2 separate regions of the Pan troglodytes genome follow, and region 2 is linked to region 1. A link is a contact called in public HiChIP or PLAC-seq data. All regions are on one chromosome and are shown on one strand. Each heading gives the region's core, a stretch centred on a gene start, on an enhancer-like site or on the middle of the called end of the contact. The rest is flanking DNA. Distances are from core to core; before and after follow the strand shown.

Region 1 (2,614 bases), core at 53-2,552:
TTGCTACCCGGGAGCCAGAGTCCTCCGGGGAAAAGGAAGTGAAGAGGGCCAGAGCCCCTGGGAAGAGGCCTGGCTCAGATCAAGGATTCTGCCAAAACCGGAAAGTGGAGGAGCCTCTTCCGAGACGCCAACGACTCGGGGGGTTTTGCTTATCAGGAAAAGGCATTCTAGAGGGCGTAGTGGTAAAGTTAGGATGGGAGACAGTGGAAGCTTGCGTCAGGGGAGCGAAAGTACAGAAAAAAAAAATGAGGCTGCAGAAGGGACTTGCCCTTTGGATTTTGGCCAGGAATGACAAAAATGTGAGGTATGGTAAAATTAGCAGGCTGGAAAGTTTTTTAAATGATTAGTCCCAGCTGTCCCCTGATAGATTGCACAGAAACCTGCAAAGAGAAGTGGCGCAATGACCTGACCTTTTTCAACCATAAATAAGATTTTATTGCTACTTTAAGAGGTGGGCCCCACCTCTTATGATAACTGATAACAACTATAACTTTTTTGAAGGTCAAAGACACTCATTTCCAAAGAAAGTGCTCACTATAAAAGTCCAATCAAAATATATTGATTATTATAAAAATATCAAAACAGTTTAAAAATTGTTTTAATTACATTTAAATACAGACAGTAAACAGATCATTGGTTGCCAGAGATTATCAGAGTGGGAGTGAAGTGTTGAATTAGGTGAAACAGTGGATTTTTTAAAATAGACTTTAGTTTTTAGAACACTTTCAGGTTCACAGCAAAATTGAGCAGAAAATAGAGTTCCCGTATGTACCCCTACTGTCACACATGCACAGCATCCTCCACTGTCAACATCCCATACCAAAGTGGTACCTTTGTTATGATCAGTGAACCTACATTGACACATCATTATCACCCAAAATTCAGAGTTTGCATTAGGGTTCACTCTTGGTGCTTTATTCTATGGGTTTTGGCAAATATATAATGACATGGATCCACCATTATAGTATCACGCGGAATAGTTTGACTGCCCTGAAAATCCTTAGTGCTCCTGTTCATCCCTTTCTTCCGACAACACCTGGCAACCGCTGATCTTTCCACTGACTGCATGGTTTTGACTTTTCCAGAATGGCATATAATGGGAATCGTGGAGTGGCTAGCCTTTTCAGATTGGCTTCTTTCCTTATAGTAATATGCATTTAAGCTTTCTCCATGTCTTGTCTTGAGAGTTCATTTCTTTTTAGTGCTGAATAATATTCCATTGTCAGGCTGTGACAGTGTTTATTCATTCACCAACTAAAGGGCATTCTGGTTGTTTCTGTGTTTGGGCAATTATCAATAAAGCTCCTACAAACATCTGTGTACAGGTTTTTGTGTGGACATGTTCGCAACTCCTTTGGGTAGATACCAAGAAGCATGATTGCTGGATCATATTGTAAGAGTAAGTTTAGTTTTGTTTTTTGGGGTTTTGTTTTGTTTTTTGAGACAGGGTCTCACTCTGTCATGGCAGACAATCGTGGCTCACTGCAGCTTTAAATTCCCTGGGTTCAGATGATCCTCCCATGTCAGCCTCCCGAGCAGCTGGGACTACAGGCACAGTGCCACCACACCCAGCTGATTTTTCTATTTTTTGCAGAGATGGGGTTTCACCATGCTGAGCAGGCTGGTCTCAAACTCTTGGGCTCAAGCGATCCTCTTGCCTTGGCCTCCCAAAGTGCTTGGATTACAGGCATGAGCCACTGTGCCTGGCCTGGTTTTATAAGAAACTTACAAACTGTCTTCCAAAGTGGTCGTGTCAACCAGGCCTGGTGGCTAAATTACCCTGTAATCCAGCACTTTGGGAGGCCGAGGCGGGCAGATTATCTGAGCTCAGTAGTTCAAGACCAGCCTGGGCAACGTGGCGAGACCCCCTTCTCTACTAAAAATACAAAATAAAAATACAAAAAAATGCCCCAGGAGTGGTGGTGGAGCCGAGATTGTGCCACAGGACTCCATCCTGGGCAACGCAGGGAGACACTATCTCAAAAAAAAAAAAAAAAAAGAGAGAGAGAATTTAACACAGGAAACTGGTTACATATATATCCAAGGGGTTAATTAAGAGCAAAAAGGGAACATGTGAGATTACCCAGAGACTAGTAACTACGGGAAACTCTGGGCTGGGAGCGTGAAAGGGAAAATAGTTTTACCCAGTGCTACCATCATTGACTCTGAGGCTGCTGACATTGGCACCTTTACCACCAGCAGGCAGAAAGCCAGGAGCCAATACTCCAGCTTACACTGCAGGCGTCCAACAGAGTAACAGCCATGGGAGCCCACAAGCTCTGAACAGCTGAGGTTCCTGGAGCCTCTGCTAGTACTGCTGGAGCTAGGGCTGAGTGCTGCTGCTACTGCTGCTGTTCACATCACCCCTGAGCAGGAAGCCAGGCTCACCCATTGCCACCACTACTCAGCTATGTGAGCTGCCTCCACAAATTGGAGAAAAGGTCTTCTTCCTCCTGCATCTGAATCCCCTACTGTCTCTCAATTCAGAACCTAACTAGAAATAGAGAGCTAATAAGAGTCTGGAAAAACAAGTTTGGAGGTTTCCAGTTCATATTCTGGAAAGAATACGACCTACAATGAAGACTGGGCGTGGCAGCTCACACCTGTAATCCCA
Region 2 (2,614 bases), core at 70-2,569, 540 kb after region 1:
GTGACCCAGCGAGCCTATGTCTCAAAAAAAAAAACAAAAAACAAAAAACAAAAAAAACCCAGCCTGGGTGACAGAATGAGACTCTGTCTCGAAAAAAATAAATAAAAAGAGTCAAAGGATGACAATTTCCTTCCACGCAGTACTTTTTTTCCCCCAAAAATAAAACATTTAATGCTTAAGTGAGGTCAGATAATTAAAAAATCTTTGTTGCTGTAAATAAACATTAAAGAATAATTTCAGTGTGTCATAGATCACTGACTTAAGGAAAAGATACCACTTAGGTTAGGAGGGCACTTTTTTCTTCTTTTTATTTGCACAATTTTATGGAGTATATGTGCAATTTCGTTACATGCATAAATTTCGTAGTGGTCAAGTCAGGACTTCTAGGGTATGCATTACCCGGGAAGGTGTCTTGCATCCATTAACCAATTCTCATTATCCTCCCTGCACCCACCCCCTCACCCTTCAGAGTCTCCATCATCTGACGTTCCACTCTCTACATCCATGTGAACACATTTTAAGCACCCACTTAGGAGTGGGAACATGCGATACTTGTCTTTCTGGGCCTGGCTTCACTTAAGATAATGACCTCCACTTCCATCCGTGTGCCGGGGGAGCATTTTTAAACAGTTCGAGGTTTTCCACGCTAGCTTGGGGGCCTTCCATGCCTACAAGTGAGTTCAGGGCCAGGGCCCCCGAAATGCCTTCTGCCCCTTTAGCTTCCTCCAGAGCTCACAGCCTGCCGTGGGCCCTCCGTGAAACGCGCGGAAGGTTTATGACAATCTCAGCAAAGGCGCCAGCTTGCAGGCCTCTCCCCTGCCCGGCTCCCGACCCCAAGGAGAGCAGCGAGCGCCAGGCCCCCGGCCGCCCCCCCGGCTCCGGCCGCCCCCGCCCCGGCCGCCCCCACTCCGGCTGCCCCCGCCCTGGCTGTCGACCACCAGCGGGGCCTCTGTGCCTGCAGCCAGGCCCCTGCGCACGCCGGGGGAGAGGCCGTACCCGGCGCAGAGCCTCGCCCAGACCGCGGTCCCGGGGAAGCGCGCGTGCCCTCTCCGGGACGCCGAAGTTGCGGTCTGGGAACGGCCGGCGCGGGGCGGGGATCTCCGCGAGGCCCGCTGTGAGGTCCGGCCTTTCCTGGACCGCTCCAGCCGGGCTCGGGAGCAGGAGCCGGCGTCTGGACGGCCCCACCGCGGCCCTCAGCCCGGCCTCACCCAAACACGTGCTCCGAGCTCCAGATCTTCATTGCCGCCGGCGCAGGGCACGGGCTCTGCGATCCGGGCCGGGTGCTTCGGGGCCGCGCGGCTCCGGGCGCGGCGTGGGCGGGGCCTCGATGGGCGGGGCGCCCTTGGATGCCGCCCACCCCGTCTGGTGGCTAGGCTGGCTGCAGCGGCTAAAAATAGCTCTGCGGGCGCGGCTGTGGCGCAGCCCCAGACCTGCGCTGCTACCCTGGGGTGCGCGATGCGCGCTTGCTGCAGATGCCGCGGGCGTAGGAGGCGACGCTCGTCCTTACTCCCACTGTCCAAATTCTCCCAAGGCCCTGTCCAGCTACGCCGGTTTATACTGTCGGGGACGTGTGATGAAAAACAAACCTGCCAACCCTCAAAACTCCACTGCAGTTTGGGTCTTGAACAAACATTAAACCAGCATGTGAGGCCGGGCGCGGCTCCCGCCTGTAATCCCAGCACTTTGGGAGGCCGAGGCGGGCGGATCACGAGGTCAGGAGATCAAGACCATCCTGGCTAACACGGTGAAACCCCGTCTCTACTAAAAATACAAAAAATTAGCCGGGCCTGGTGGCGGGCGCCTGTAGTACCAGCTGCTCGGGAGGCTGAGGCAGGAGAATGGCGTGAACCCCGGAGGCGGAGCTTGCAGTGAGCCGAGATCGCGCCACTGCACTCCAGCCTGGGCAACAGAGCGAGACTCCGTCTCAAAAAAAACAAAACAAAATAAAACAAAACCAGCATGTGATGTGCATCACAAGCAATCCGCCAAATAGGCTGCAAAGACAGAAATCTCAGCCTGTATCAAACAGCCGGGAGGATGCAACCTACCCCACGCATGCTCCCGAGGTAAACGAGACAGCCCTTCGGGGAGGGGACTCCACTACACCATTTGTCGCAGAGTTCATCCTAAATTCGCCTGATGATGGAGTGGCCATTGGTAAATGCAGTGGCCGTTTGCGTTTGCTAATTGCCTTTATCCAAAGGAAAAATGAATTTTCATACCTTTATGACAGGAGGTAGGTTTACAATTTGAAGCCAGGTGCTCTCTGGTAGCTGGGCTCCTACCCTCCCACAAAACTGGGAGACGGGGATGACATTTCAAAGAGATGACTCCCAAGTCCTTGAGAAAATACATTCTTGAGTTATAAAACTGGGGGGAAATCTTATTTAGCTTTAAAAAAATGTACGTGTATCTCAAAAAGAATTTGTAATTACAACTTGGCAAATCCTCTAAGGAAAAAGAGTCTCCCTTTCGCATAAACTACTTTTTAGCTTTGCAAAGTACCCTGCACTGCCACAAACGAAGTTGAAGTGCACGGAAGTGAGATGCTTGTTCTAAGAAGAGGGTACTCTTCTCCAGGATGAGATAGGGCGAGAGGGCAGGGCCCTTGTCT

The links. HiChIP or PLAC-seq counts read pairs in DNA pulled down with a chosen protein or histone mark.
Region 2: a contact with region 1 is called in an H3K4me3 HiChIP or PLAC-seq map of stem cell-derived excitatory neurons, with 2.5 times the contacts expected there. The contact joins the promoter of PRELID3A here to the promoter of SEH1L in region 1. A contact is called at or near these places in 1 of 7 Hi-C or Micro-C datasets (stem cell-derived neural progenitor cells) and 1 of 1 datasets of contacts at active chromatin or transcription factors (stem cell-derived excitatory neurons).

The regions. Positions count from the first base shown.
Region 1 is chr17:17,958,445-17,961,058 of NHGRI_mPanTro3-v2.0_pri, forward strand. SEH1L (SEH1 like nucleoporin) reads right to left here and starts at 1,303. Exons shown (of 10, transcript XM_016933255.4): 1 at 1-1,303.
Region 2 is chr17:18,494,915-18,497,528 of NHGRI_mPanTro3-v2.0_pri, forward strand. PRELID3A (PRELI domain containing 3A) reads right to left here and starts at 1,320. Exons shown (of 7, transcript XM_063795926.1): 1 at 1,209-1,320. The coding sequence starts at 1,240.